Linked DNA regions of Sus scrofa: regions 1, 3 and 4 are each linked to region 2. The links are chromatin contacts, called in public Hi-C and HiChIP or PLAC-seq maps. All regions are on one chromosome and are shown on one strand. The core of a region is the stretch at or near the end of the contact, and the rest is flanking DNA. Distances in the headings are between cores, read along the strand shown. Region 1 overlaps TMCC1 (transmembrane and coiled-coil domain family 1). Region 2 overlaps IFT122 (intraflagellar transport protein 122 homolog). Region 3 overlaps TMCC1 (transmembrane and coiled-coil domain family 1). Region 4 has its middle 37 kb from the start of PLXND1.

Evidence for each region. Hi-C and Micro-C count contacts between places; a contact is called where the count stands out from the background. HiChIP or PLAC-seq counts read pairs in DNA pulled down with a chosen protein or histone mark.
Region 1: a contact with region 2 is called in a Hi-C map of embryonic fibroblasts, with 1.7 times the contacts expected there. The contact joins two enhancer-like sites. A contact is called at or near these places in 3 of 47 Hi-C or Micro-C datasets (embryonic fibroblasts, psoas muscle and skeletal muscle) and 1 of 2 datasets of contacts at active chromatin or transcription factors (skeletal muscle).
Region 3: a contact with region 2 is called in an H3K27ac HiChIP or PLAC-seq map of alveolar macrophages. The contact joins two enhancer-like sites. A contact is called at or near these places in 2 of 2 datasets of contacts at active chromatin or transcription factors (alveolar macrophages and skeletal muscle).
Region 4: a contact with region 2 is called in an H3K27ac HiChIP or PLAC-seq map of alveolar macrophages. The contact joins two enhancer-like sites. A contact is called at or near these places in 2 of 2 datasets of contacts at active chromatin or transcription factors (alveolar macrophages and skeletal muscle).

Annotation. Positions count from the first base shown.
Region 1 is chr13:69,117,407-69,120,797 of Sscrofa11.1, reverse strand. The region is part of intron 1 of TMCC1 (transmembrane and coiled-coil domain family 1); the gene reads left to right. Among named protein-coding and RNA genes, the nearest start is that of TMCC1, 100 kb to the left of the region's middle. Within about 2 kb of position 1,832, at least 33 of the 83 cell types and tissues checked have an H3K27ac peak or open chromatin away from gene starts, as enhancers often do. A contact at or near this core is called in embryonic fibroblasts and skeletal muscle, where this site is marked.
Region 2 is chr13:68,871,097-68,874,435 of Sscrofa11.1, reverse strand. The region is part of intron 14 of IFT122 (intraflagellar transport protein 122 homolog); the gene reads right to left. Among named protein-coding and RNA genes, the nearest start is that of RHO, 36 kb to the left of the region's middle. Within about 2 kb of position 1,790, at least 50 of the 83 cell types and tissues checked have an H3K27ac peak or open chromatin away from gene starts, as enhancers often do. A contact at or near this core is called in alveolar macrophages, embryonic fibroblasts and skeletal muscle, where this site is marked.
Region 3 is chr13:69,063,430-69,066,671 of Sscrofa11.1, reverse strand. All of the region lies in intron 1 of TMCC1 (transmembrane and coiled-coil domain family 1), which reads left to right. Among named protein-coding and RNA genes, the nearest start is that of PLXND1, 68 kb to the right of the region's middle. Within about 2 kb of position 1,776, at least 17 of the 83 cell types and tissues checked have an H3K27ac peak or open chromatin away from gene starts, as enhancers often do. A contact at or near this core is called in alveolar macrophages and skeletal muscle, where this site is marked.
Region 4 is chr13:69,031,839-69,035,243 of Sscrofa11.1, reverse strand. No RefSeq gene overlaps it. Among named protein-coding and RNA genes, the nearest start is that of PLXND1, 37 kb to the right of the region's middle. Within about 2 kb of position 1,568, at least 1 of the 83 cell types and tissues checked has an H3K27ac peak or open chromatin away from gene starts, as enhancers often do. A contact at or near this core is called in alveolar macrophages, where this site is marked.

The sequences.
Region 1 (3,391 bases), core at 583-3,082, 250 kb before region 2:
AAAAAGAAGGCGAGCAAACAGAATGGTGTAGTAGAGAGAACCCAAGTGGAGATCCTAAAACAAGGATTCTAGGTCTGACATGGCCACTACTGCATTCTCACTTCTCCTTTCAAAACCTTGGATTTCACACTATAAAATGAGGTGTTCGATGTGAACAGTGCTTCTTTTTGGTGGGGGGGGGTGGGGGCAGGGGCCGGGGAGGCTGTGCCCAAGGCATGTGAAAGAGATCCTGATAAAATGACGTAAAATCGGAGTTCCCGTCGTGGCTCAGTGGTTAACGAATCTGACTAGGAACCATGGGGTTGTGGGTTCAATCCCTGGCTTGCTCAGTGGGTTAAGGATCTGGTGTTGCTGTGAGCTGTGGTATAGGTTGCAGACGTGGCTCAGATCCCATGTTGCTGTGGCTCTGGCGTAGCCCGGCGGCTGCAGCTCCCATTCAACCCCTAGGCTGGGAACCTCCATGTGTCCCAGGAGCGGCCCAAGAAATGGCAAAAAAGACAAAAAAAAAAAGACCTAAAACCAAAACTTATTAATATGGGAACCTGTATGTCTGTTTTATAGTATTTAAAACTATCTATTTGAAACTACTTAGTAATTTTTTTTTTCTATTTGGTGATATTTTTGTTTCTGAGACATAAAAATAAGATGCTGGGCTATATCTTTAAGATTCTTAAATAATGAGGAAATTGTGTTAGAAGTTGTAAGATTATATTTTACGTGTTTGGGTACAAATAGAGATCCCAAAAAACTATTAGAAACTTGAAAATCTATAAATAATCATATTATATAATCTCCTTTTTAAAGCTGAAATTAGTAAACTACTAGTTATAAAATTAAAATTTTATAATGCATCTTGTAAGTGAAAAACCTTTCTTTTATATCCTTTATTTCTTTTTTCTCTAATACTGTAAAACTGACTTTTTAGGCATGCATACAGTTCCATGGAGTTTTTCATTCCCATAGATTCATATAGCCTCCAGCACAGTTAGAGCTCTAATTAGTTCTGTCACTTTTGTGTAGTCACACCTAATCCTACCACTAATCCATAATTCATTCTTTTCACCATAGATTTGTCTTTTTGAGAATGATAAAAGGATTGGGTCATTTTTGGTCTAGAGTAAACTTTCATAATGTAAGGGAGACCAAGATGTAAAGAATTATTTACATTGCCCTGTGATTTCTCCTGACAAATTCTACCTTCTGGCTCCTTTTCCTATTTAAGATCTTTTTTAGTGTTTCCCTTATTTCAGAGAAGAATTTCTAGCACTATTGCTGTATATTGGTGACCTAAAAAGAAACAGTAATTAATATACGTTAAGTTTGTGGCAGCCTCTGCTTTTTGGGAGTATGTGAGAAATGAGATTTTTTTTGGTTTTTGGGTGTGTGTGTGTGTGTGTTTTTAAACCATATCTTCAGTTCTGGCATATATCCATTCCCAAAACTACTTTTGTAGAATATTCTTGCTTCTCCCTCATATAGGTCACAGTATCCAAAAGACTATGCTTCATCTTAGATTACAATCAGTATATTATTTGTGATACAGAACCAATTAACAATAGTTCTTCAGCTTTCCTACTTCCTTTTCATTTCTTCTAGACACACAATAGATTTGAGGAGAAAAGTTTCTTCCTAATATTTTGAACGACCTGTGTTTGGGATTCAAAGTTTTTTTTGTACTTATTGCTTAACTGGACTGAAGATTATCTCATGTGACAGCATAGATCTCTTGTTTTAGAATTGCCATTACTTTCTAGAATAGCCACTCTGTATAGCAGCCAACATGCCCTGGATCCTCTTGCTTCATATTACAGTGATACTGCTTTGTCAGGGTAGAATTCAGCCTCACAGGGCTGGAGCCAGTCTCTGCTGACCTCCTGCCACAGTACAGCATGTTCAAATCTGGGAGAAACCCGAGGCTTATTCGGCATATTCCTCCTCCTTCTCCCTCACAAGCATGGAACCCTCACTCTCTTCGGAAACCGTATGTTGTATATGTGTGTGTATCTGTCTTTTTTTTAAATCTCTTACTTAATCCTATAATTCTACAGCTTTAAGTGGGGGCTGGTTGAATAGACAGACACAGGAAATGCTTTGAGCTGCTCAAACTTAGAATTTTTCAGCAGTAGAGCTCAGCCACCGGCATTTGCTATTTTTGGACTGACTTGTGTGAGGTTGCAATAATATTGCAAAGCATATTATGTGTTTCCTATTTGTTCATTTTATCCAGAGCTATTTAAGCAGAATGCACAGAGTGTTCTTTGGCTATGTGGGCATGCTCAGATCATACTGGAGTGTCCCCACTCTCCTGTATGATGGGCTGCTTCATTGCAGAGTAATGTCGTTATTACTCTTACAGGCTAAATAGTTATCCAAAAATAAGTGTTTCCTTCAATGAACAGAAGAGTTTTATTTGCCTTGTACAGCTTGGGAAAAGCTTGGGTTAAATTTGAAGATGTCAGGCATGCATAACAAATGAGAATTTGGATTAAAGCCATCTGAAATATTTCTCACATTAAAAAAAAAAAAAAAGAGGTTCCTATTACTCAGCTACTTGTTTGCAGTATAGTTTTCCCAAAGACTTGGCAATTTTCTGAATTGTAAGGCAGTATGCACATATCTTGGTTCTAAATTCATGTCTCCAGATCAGCAGAGAAAGTCCCTGAGATACAATTCAATAAGAGGCTGATCCAGTTTATGCATTACAACTACCACTTCCCCATTTTATCTGGAGTCATGAGTAGAAAACTTGGTCTATATCTTAATTTTTGTGTGTGTGTGTCAGCTTTATAAATAATATTCTAAGAGATAAATGCTAAAGCGAAAGAGGTTTTTTAATAGTTTGACCTGATTCTAAAGCTCATGTGCATTAATATTGTTTGCTGTGAGCTGTTGGATTGAAGATCTGAACAGATTTTTCACTCTGAAGTTTGATGTTAAATTACTCTTATTCCTTATGGTTGATAATTTAAATGCCAACTTTGTTAACAGACCTGTACCTCTGCTCTGTACCCGTTTTTTTTCTTCTGTTTGTTCTGTAACTTGGATTTTAAAACATTGGCACATTTCTGTTTGTTCTAAGGTTGTAAAAGGTCAGTTCACTTATCTGTGTTTTATTAAGAATGCCAGCCCAGGTTGAATGGGGTGATCAGAAGAAAGGAATTCATAAGAGAGCCCTCAAAGGATAGGGAGTAAAGACTGAGTAAAACAGAAGTTAACTCCTTTTTCTCCATTATGGAGAGGAGAAGAGGGAGGAGGGAAACTTAAAATATAATCGAAACATTTTTAATTGATTTTTATTACCTCCATGTATTGTATTAATCCATGAGTAGAGAAAGTTTGCCCCAAATGGTTGTAAATTAAACTGTTTCTTTGCTTCGCCACCCATGTGTCT
Region 2 (3,339 bases), core at 541-3,040:
AGCCACCGTGTTCCACAGCATGGATTTCTACCCCTTAGGTTGGCCGTATCATAAGACCTCACCCTCTGCAAAGTACCTGCTTGGTTTTAAATGTCATCTCTTCTGGAAGTCTTCACTGACCCCTCCAGGGAAGGGGCCTGAGCCTCCCCTGTGCCTCTTGTCCTAAACCTCATGTTGTGTTTTAATTACAAGCCTATCCCCCAAGGCTGTGCACAACCTGAGGGTGGCAGCGGGTCATACTTACCTTCCTCAGCAGGCCCTCAGCCTATGATGCTGAAGGAATGAACGTCACTGTGAAGAAGGGCCCTGGAGTGGCCTCTTGCAAAGATACCGAGAAACCTCCTTACTCCAAGAAAGGCAACCCCTCCTAGGTCCTGGCACTGGGAACCTTCTTGCTATTCCTCTGGTGGGACACGGCTGCCTCACCGTGATATCTGAATGGGTCCTAAAAACTTCTCTTTTTAGGTTTACAAAGTAGTTTAGGATCAGTCTCAACAGCCCTGTGCAGTGGATATTGCTGCTCCCTGACCACTGCCTGGAGACTGAGAGGGTGACTGATCTGCCAAAGACACAGAAATGGCACATGGAAGACCTGGGGATGGACCAGGGGCGGGGGAGCGTGACCAAGTTCTGGCTCCTCCCTGCCTCCTGGGTAGGGGGTGTGTGCGTGTGTGCATGTGTCGTGTGGACACACGCACACGAGAACATGTGTGAGTTGGGCCCGGGGTCTTCATTGACCAGAGGCCCTGCCTGTTTTCAGGCAGTCAGAAGTGCTAAACAAACTGCACACCTCCTTCTGGGTTCTGGGGCAGTGGACACCAATCAGCCAGGACCTCTGATAATGGCTGCCACATGTGGAGCTGGACATGCTGTTTTCTCCATTTGGGACCTTTATCTTTGAAGTTGAAGGAAACTTGTTTCTTTTTAAGCCATTCTACCCTCTGACAGCAAGCCAGCAAAATCGCTTCTGAACGCTCACATTCTTCTCGGAGCCACCCCTACTCCTGCTTGGAGGGGGCAGCATGGGAGGAGCCAGGGAGCAGCCACAGCTTTGCTGTGTGATTTGGTGTAAGCTGATTAGCTTCTGCTGTAATGCCCTGCCCTTCTAGCTACTGGGGCAGGCACAAGTGCTCTGGAAGAGGGAAGGGGCTGGCATGTATGGGCCTGCCCCCTCCCCACTGCACCTTCCCAGCACCAGCTCCTCCCCATCTCCCGACTCCAGGAGGGCTCCCATTTCCCTTTGCTCCAGACACACTAGCTGCTTCTCTCCAGATCTTTCCGAGCTCAGATAAAATGTCGCCACCTCCTGGAAGCTTTCTCAAATTCCCCAGGCACAAAGAGCTTTCCTTTCTTAATTCCTCCAGTGAGCACCCTTTGTTCTAATTTAGTTTTTTTGTAGTGTTTGCTATTTTAAGATTGATAATAATAAGGGGAATAGGAATTGGGCCAGACAAAACCTGAAAGATCTTATATTTAGCTCCACTACACAGAAAAGTGAGGCCCAAAGAGTGAAAGGAGCTGCTCAAGGTCACAGCTGGTTTAGGCAGCAGAGTCAAAGCTCAAAGCCCATGGCAGGGATGGGACAGGCACAACAGAATCAGCATACAATTCAGGTTTGCCTGCGAGGCACAATATGAGAACAGTAGTTTTAAAAATACCCTAACCAAACAAATGCCCACTGAGCTCCACTTTATCTTACTGCTACATTCCAAGCATGAAGTCACCACGGCCCTGAGAAGCCCGAGAGGGCTTGCCGCCCTACTTGGCAGCCCTGACTAACCAATTCTTGCACAAGATGATGTAAATTTCGAAAGGAAACCAGAAATCCCCAGAGTGGGCCTGATGCTTTCTCCCTCCTCTGTAGGCCAAAACCACAGGATGGCTGGAGGCAGAGGCGACAGATAAATAGCCTTTGTCTTCAGGCTGCCTTTCCTAACCCTTGGCAATTCTGACCTGCTGCATCAGCAGGATGGCCTTGGTGCAGCCTCAGAGGTGGGGGAGGGCCCTCTGGCTCTGAAACTTAAGGGCTTGGCAAGAGGAAGCCCAGGCCACCCCTCTGGCTCCTCTTGGTCGGCCCAAGTCAGGGAGCAGCAAAGTGCATTTATCTTTGAGGCCAGAATAGCAGTCCTGGAGGAAAACTCTATCAGCATGGCCTGTTTGGCTGGATGGACAAAGGCTGGGTTTCTGGAGGCTGTAGGGCCAGTGCAGGATGCAGACCCGACTAGGACCTCGAGGAACAGTCAGTGGGGCTGCTCTCCCTGCCCCTCCTGCCCCACCCCCACCCAACTCTCTCCCTTCGTTCTCTGGCTTTCTTTTTTCTCTTTCCTGTTCCTCAGATCTGAATTCTACTATTGCTTACTGAATACCTCCTCAATACCAGGCGCTATTGATTCCTGAAGCAGTAACAAGGGTAACATCGGCTGAGAGGGAGCAGTGGACCCCAGCCCTACCCTTCACAAGGAGCAATAGCAGGGGGCGAGAGTGAAGATGAGGTATGTGAAGGGGTGCAGATTATAGGATCCCAGCTGCAAGGCAGTCGAGACAGACCTACGAATCTTTCCAAGGACATGACCGACCTCTGACCCATTAATTTCACTTCTAGGAATTTATACCAAGGACCTAAGTTGGGATAGGTACAAAGACTTAGCTAGAAAGACGCCCACTATCTACAATAGCAAAAAAGCTGTAAACAGTATGACTATCCAACTCTAAGTACTGGTTAAGTTATGGAAGATCTATATGATAAGACAAAAAGTAGTCATTAAAATCAAGTGGTATTGGGGAGTTCCCTAGTGGTCTAGTGGTTAGGATTTAGCGCTTTCACTGCTTAGGCCCAGGTTCAATCCCCAGTCTGGGAACTGAGATCCCAAATCAAGCCTCTGCATGCTATAGCCAAAGCAACAAACTAAAAAACCAATGAGGGGAGGGGGCAGGGCAGCAGGAAGGGAGGTGTGGTTATAACAAAGGGCAATCCAACACCAGGGATCTCATGAGCTGGTGGCAGTAGAACCATGCACCTACACAGGTGATAAATTTGTGCTGTAGTTTTGCAAACTGTCCCCAATGGGAATACCTGGGCAAGTTGTACTAAGGCTCTCTGTATGACTTCTTACAATTGCATGTGAATCCACAATCTCTGTATTTGAAATGCCAGAGGAGCACATGTACTGAGGAAGAGTCATGCTTCCAGCAGACTGCTGAGTGGAAAAGCCAGATTGCTAACTGATGGCCAATAATTCATACAAAGTGATGGGTCTGCAGGATGTAAATGTTAGGTTAACAAGAAGATGGAGGGAAAGGAAGTGATTAAAACTCTGTCTTATTTATAATCACATTCAG
Region 3 (3,242 bases), core at 527-3,026, 190 kb before region 2:
CTTTACCCACTGAGCGAGGCCAGGGTTCAAACCTGTGTCCTCATGAATGCTAGTTAGATTCATTTCTGCTGAGGCATGATGGGAACTCCAACAATGATTTTTAATAGTAAGAGACAGAGTTTAAGCAGAACAGTATAGTCAGCTTCTTTTAGCAACAGTTAGCTATTAATCTTGGCTTCTGACCATGTCTCCCAGCTTTGTAGCATGTTCCCTAACTTATAATAAGTAGTCAAAATATATTTAACTGACTGACTTTTGGTCATGGCTTTTTCTATACTGATTCTGTGCTAGTTTCTATACTAGTTCTAACCTCAGCAGTAGATGGGCTGGAAGTTGCTACACTGGCAGGTGTGATTAGACATGAAAGCCCTTTAGGATCTGGTCATAGGAAGCCCTGTTGTGAAGGTGATATTGCTGCTGCTACTGTCAGATTGTGATAAGGTAAGAGGGATACCTCGAAGTCAGTCATTTGTAAATTAGTGAAAACAATGCCTACTTTATAGGGTTGTTGGGAGAACTGGAAGATCAGGCAGTAGACAATAGCTGCCTAACCACATGACCAGTTAGCAAGAAAGGTGACTGTTGTTACTTTATGTAATGTTGAATTACATTATTCTTTTGTTTGAACTCTTTGTACTCCTTATTTATACCTGCAATGTGTAAGATCTTGGATAGAAGTATATTCTGGAATCTTTAATGTTTGAGTTTTTTAAAAAGAACCATTTAGGAGTTCCCATTGTGGCTCAGCAGGTTAAGAACCCGACTTGTATCCATGAGGATGCGAGTTCCATCCCTGGCCTCCCTCAGTGGGTTAAGGATCCCGCATTGCCATGAGCTATAGCATAGGTCGCAGATGTGGCTCAGATCTGGCACTGCTGTGACTGTGGTGTAGGGTGGCAGCTGCAGCTCTGATTCAACCCCTAGCCCAGGAATTTCCATATGCCGCAAGTGTGGCCATAAAAAAGGGGAGAAAAAAAAGGAGCCACTTACATGGTACAAAAAGAATAGCCAGTACTAATAGCTTACTTTGTACCCAGTACTGTTTTGATAGCTTATGTGTTTATTGACTCACTTCATCATCACAGCAGTCTTCTGAAAATGGGCATTGGTACTATCCCTATTTTACAGTTGATGAACTGGATACAGAGGTTAAGTAACTTGCCTAAGGTTACATGGCTAGTAAGTAGCAAAGCCAAATTTGAACCTCCTCAGTTTATGCCAGAATCCTTGCTTCACTGCTATAGTAAATATAGCCAGGCTTAATAGTCTTGTTTTTCTGAGCTGTGCCTTTTCCTGTATAAGAAAACTATTTGCTATTTTCCAGTACTGCTTCTAAAAGGTTTAAAATTAGCTCTTCACATTTGCAATATAGTTGTTTGTCTTGAGTGAAGTAGGAATCTAATTTTATATTATATGTGGATAGCCAAGTGTGCTAGCAAAAGCTATCGGAAAAGAGAATTTTCCAGTTGGTACGTATACAGCTCATGGCTAAATCAGGCGGTACCAGTGCTGAGTATTCAGGCCACCGTGGACTTTGTTCACAGCTCAAAAGATACCGAGAAAGTATTCACAGCCCTGTTCAGTAATTCTGTAATTGAGTATATCTTTTTCTCTCCTCTCTTTTGCCCTACCCACTCCTCTGCCTATTTCTCCCTCTCTTCTCTCTCCTTCCTTTTTAAGAATAGTGTCTGCCAAAATTGGAAGGAGTTACTGAGTAATCCAGTGATTCATGGTTTCAAGTGTTAAACTATCCTCCTGCTGGAGGCGTGGGTTAGCTTTCTTTCCCAAAGCTTAGGACAGTGGGTTCTGTCAACTGTGCCCTTGCAGGCATGTTGATGTTTCTAAGTGGGAGTCGCATACTGAAAGGAAATAGTGTGGCTCCAAACAGCCCAGGTAGGACTGTAAAGACAGTCTGGCTTATTTCTTTAGTTACTGTGTAGGGAAATAAAATTACATCTAAACTAAGATCATTTGTAAATAATTATATTGAAACTTTATTTTGAGTTTTTTTTTTCAATTTTAGAGATGTAATCCAACCTTAATTCTAGTCCCAAAGCCTTCTTTTTAGCAGTATGATCAATTTATGTCCTCCCAGAGTAACAGTTAAATATGACCTCCATGTCTACACGTCTTCTTCAGACAACAGAATGCATATAAGTTGATATTCAAATTAATAAGAAAGAACCTAAGAAAACTAGACCATGCATAAGCTTGAAGTCTTAGATCTAGCAGTATTTCATATTTGCTTTCCTTTCATACTGTGGTAGATTTTGAGCTGTTAAACATGTACACAGTCAGGGTCATATTATACACATTAGTTATGGGATCTGAAATCCCATTCAGAAAGAAAATCACACAGTGGGCACTTTGTACAACCTGAGTGAGCAAGCCTCAGGCACCGAAGAGAGTAGGTTTCCAGGAGCGTCTGTTACAATTCTTGGCAACTTGGTTATCTGGAACTCTGGTTCATCCTCCCTCTGCTGCTTTCCCTATGGCTCTTTCACTGCTTGTTAGCCTGCACCTAGAGATGAACAGGGCAGATGGAGAAGTGACAAAATAGTTATTGTGCAAACCCTTAACTATGCTGCAGAGTTTTATTAGTCATTTTTGTTATTCATTTCAGTTTTCAGTTATTTTTTGCTTTTATTTAAATGTATGGTATTTCTCAGATGTTCATCAAGAAGGAAAATCGTATTGTTTTTATTCACATCGGTAGAAATATATTGAATCCAGTAATGTACTACAGGTGTTTTGAAGTTAGATGTCAGCGTAGTCCCTGCTCACACAGCAAATGGATGAGATACAACCACGATGACAAAAGAGAATGCATCTTAGACCAACAAGTTAATTATCAGCCTTTCATAAATATTTCATATTTGGTATATTATTGTCATTACAGAATTAATTAATTCAACCTTTTAACTGTAACCTTTATACAGTTCTTTCTAGCAAATTGCTGCTGGTAGCAGGTTAGGGTTTGAGAATCAAGAAAAAGAGTACTCTTAATCTCCAGAATGGTAAACTTGTAAATTGTCACTCTCAGTATTATTATTACCATGAGATGGTGGGGGTTTTTTTATTATTATTTATTACTGTTACTGCTCCATAGAGAGCAGTTTCTAAAGTCTTCTTCCATGGGCCTTACCCTAATTCACCACCACAGGCTGCACCCAGGTCATCTTCCTGAAGTACTTTTTTTCCTGGGTTAGGGAAACGTGACCTCCCCTTAGCTTTGGCTAATG
Region 4 (3,405 bases), core at 319-2,818, 160 kb before region 2:
AGAGATATCACACCCATCCTGATCCTGCCTGATGTTGTGAAATAAGCGATGCCGCTTACTAAGTTGTGAAAACTTAAAATCACTGTGAGAGTGCCCTTAAGCTTCTTAAATATGGACCAGGCTGCCACGTACAGATGTGTAGATTGTACGCTGGCCATTCCCACAGGGCCATAGTAAGCTACACTGTGAGCGGCGCATCGTAGAGTTTCACAGTACACAGTGGGCACACAAAGCAGCCTTGATTGCTGGTGACAGGTAATTTCGAAGCTGCTTCATTGTCATCCACTAAAAACCAGAGAAAAGAAGGCTGGTAACACAAATCTGAGATGCTGTGGTGTAGAAAACAGACTAGGGAGGCAGGAGGGTGGTTGTGTGGCCAACTGGAAAATGTCTACCTCACCTAAAGGATTCACTTTTGTTATATTTTTTATGGTTGCACCTGCAGCCTATGGAAGCTCCTGGGGCCAGGGATAGAATCCAAGCCACAGCCGTGGCAATGCTGGGTCCTTAACCCACGGTGCTATAGCGGAAACTCCTCACTTGTATTATTTTTAAACTCTGTAGGCCAAACTAAACTCCTAACCAACTCTCCCCAAGTCTAGGTAATGAAGAGTAGCTCACATTTATTGAGTACTTACTGAATACTGGGTTTAATGTTTGGTAGGTGACATGCAGTTCTCCCCACAGTCTGGGCCATGTCATCCTCATTGTCTAGATAAGGAAACAAAGCTTGAGTGACATGGCTTGCCCAAAGCTATACTGTTGGGAAATGGCAAATGAATAAGAAGGAAGATAGGTCTGGGCAACATCTGTAACCAAAGATGGGTGTCGCCAGTGTGTCAGTCTAAGAGTTAATACAAACTGAAACAACCAGTCAACTAAGTAGAAAATCGGCAAGAGTTCACAGAATAAGAAATAGATCACCAATAAGCATTCAAAAGAAAATGTTCAGCCTCATGTGTAAATCAGTACATTAAATTGGTGGGAAAGTAGTGAAAAGGTAGTGAAGTATTGTCTATTTGTGTTCAAAATATTTTTGTTTGTGTACATACATGTTTGTAAGTATATAGAAATGAAACCACTTTAAACTGTCCCCAGGAGTTTCTTCTGGGAAAGGGAGTGGAAGGAATGTTGTTGAAATAAGACTTTCATGCTTGACTCCTGTAAAATATGAAATCTCTTAATATGAATGTACTTGTGTGCTTTTAAATTTAAAAATCAAAGCTTTTTGAAAAGCAAATAACAGGTCCATTGGGAAAGGGTTGACAATGTTTCTAATTGTAATAGCCCATCTTTCGCTTTAGGATTGCCTTAAAGGAACTTTGGACCAAGTCTGGGCCACCCGTTGGGCTTTCTTCCAGCCCTAGATTTCTAGGCGTGGTGGTCAGATGGCCATCCTATTGCCAGAGGGGACATGTGGAGTGGGGGGCTTGTTTCTGGTCCCACCTGTTCAGTCCAGCCCTTCATTCATCGTGTAGCACTGAGAGCCACTCTGTGTACCAGACTCTGCCATGGAGATGTGCTAAATCCAGGGGAAAGGAGCCTATGTTGTAATAGCGTCAGAAGCCATGTGTGGGAGCAAAGAGGAAGAAACAGTTCCGACCTGGTGATTGGGGAAGTCTGGAAGGAGGAGGCAGTGGGGTCTGGACTGAGATGAGATTTTGGTGAGTGGAGATGAGTGAGGCGGGTTTTCCAAGTTGAAGAAACAGTATTGACAAAAACCACAGAGATGAGAAAGGCCAAGGTGAGTGGTTTAAGCAATGGATAAGAGTCTCAGCTGGCTTGGAAGTTGCCTGGAAGAATGTGTAAATGAGGGGCAAAGTTTAAAATGGCTGCAAAAAATTCTGAATGCCATGCTAAAGTTCTGAATACCCCAGGACTCCAAGAAGGTGTTGAGAGGTGTAGTGACCCATCCTGTGTCTGAAGACAATTAAGAGTCCTCTCAGAAGGACCCAGTAGCTGAGTTTTCATGTCAGCTGAGGAAATACTGTCCAAGGTATTTGGTCTTTTGCCTTTTGATCCTACAATGGAAGGCGCTTAAATTTTTAATTTTTTATTTTGTTTTGTTTATTTATTTATTAATTAGGGCTGCACCTGTGGCATATGGAAGTTCCCAGGCTGGTGATCAAATTGGAGCCTCAGCTGCTGACCTACACCGCAGCTCATGGCTGGATCCTAAACCTGTTATAGGCTTTAAGTGCCCTTCAAGGAGATTAGGCCCAAAAGCCTCTGACCATGTCTCATTGTAATGCCCCTTCCCCCTTGACCAGCCTGGGTTGCTCACTCGCTGCTACAGAAGGAATGTCACCCATTCCTCACTCCACTACCATATAATCTGAAGAGATCCAGATGAGTCAGAAAGGTCTCCCAGGCAAATAAGGTATCCTGCCCAAGACCAATCAGAAGATCAAATTGGGTGTCCACTCAGATCACATTGTAGGGTATAAAGACTGTTGCAAACTGAGTTGGGCCCTCTTTTTAACCTGCGCAGAGTTCTCTCTCTCCCTCTCTGAAAACGTACTTTCACTTTAATAAATTGATAAAACATCTGCTGTTTCAATGCTTTGCTATGGTGAGACAGAGACCAAGGAAGCTGAGGTATCAAACCCAATGAGTGAGGCTAGGGATTGAACATGAATCCTCATGGATCCCAGTCAGGTTCATTATCACAACAGGAACTCCTGCCCTTAAATTTTTTATTTGATATATGGAAAGTGAGGATGTAGGAAGCCCAGAATTTAATTCTTACCAATCTAAATTTTGGGCACTAGAATCCTTAAATTCTACAGAAGTACTCACAAAATTTATTCAGGCTTCTGCTTTAATGAATGCCTAAACTGTCCAATTGAATATTCTTTTAGAAGGCTTAATTTCAATAGTCATTGAGACTCTATTAAAATATAGAGCAAACCATGATGAAAATATAATAAACTCTATACCTTAGAAAAAAGGTTGTGAGGATTAATTGAAGTAATTGTACAAGCCTCACTTAGCTCCACAGATGATCTCAGTTATTAATGTTATTCATAGACTGAGAATTCCTTGAGGACAGGGACCTTTCTGACTCATCTGGATCTCTTCAGATTATATTGTTTCTCCCATTCTTACCTGATAAAGGGCCTAGTAGCTAGAATTGGGGTTCTCTCTAGCCAGCCTTGGCTCTTGGCTCACTTTGGAAAACTAAGCAAAACGGTGTGTCTAGAATGCTCTGACCATAGGAACAGCAAAGGGCAAATCCCAGCCCCAGAGAACAAAAACTGGCAGATGCTGCGTGTGCACCGGGCTGAGGGACCAACAGGAAATTCTGCTGGTGACTTAACCACAGGGAAGAACGCCATTGTGTTCATGGCTATGTCCTCAGTGCCTGCAACGGTGCCTGGCACATACTGGGTGCTCTTTGAAAAG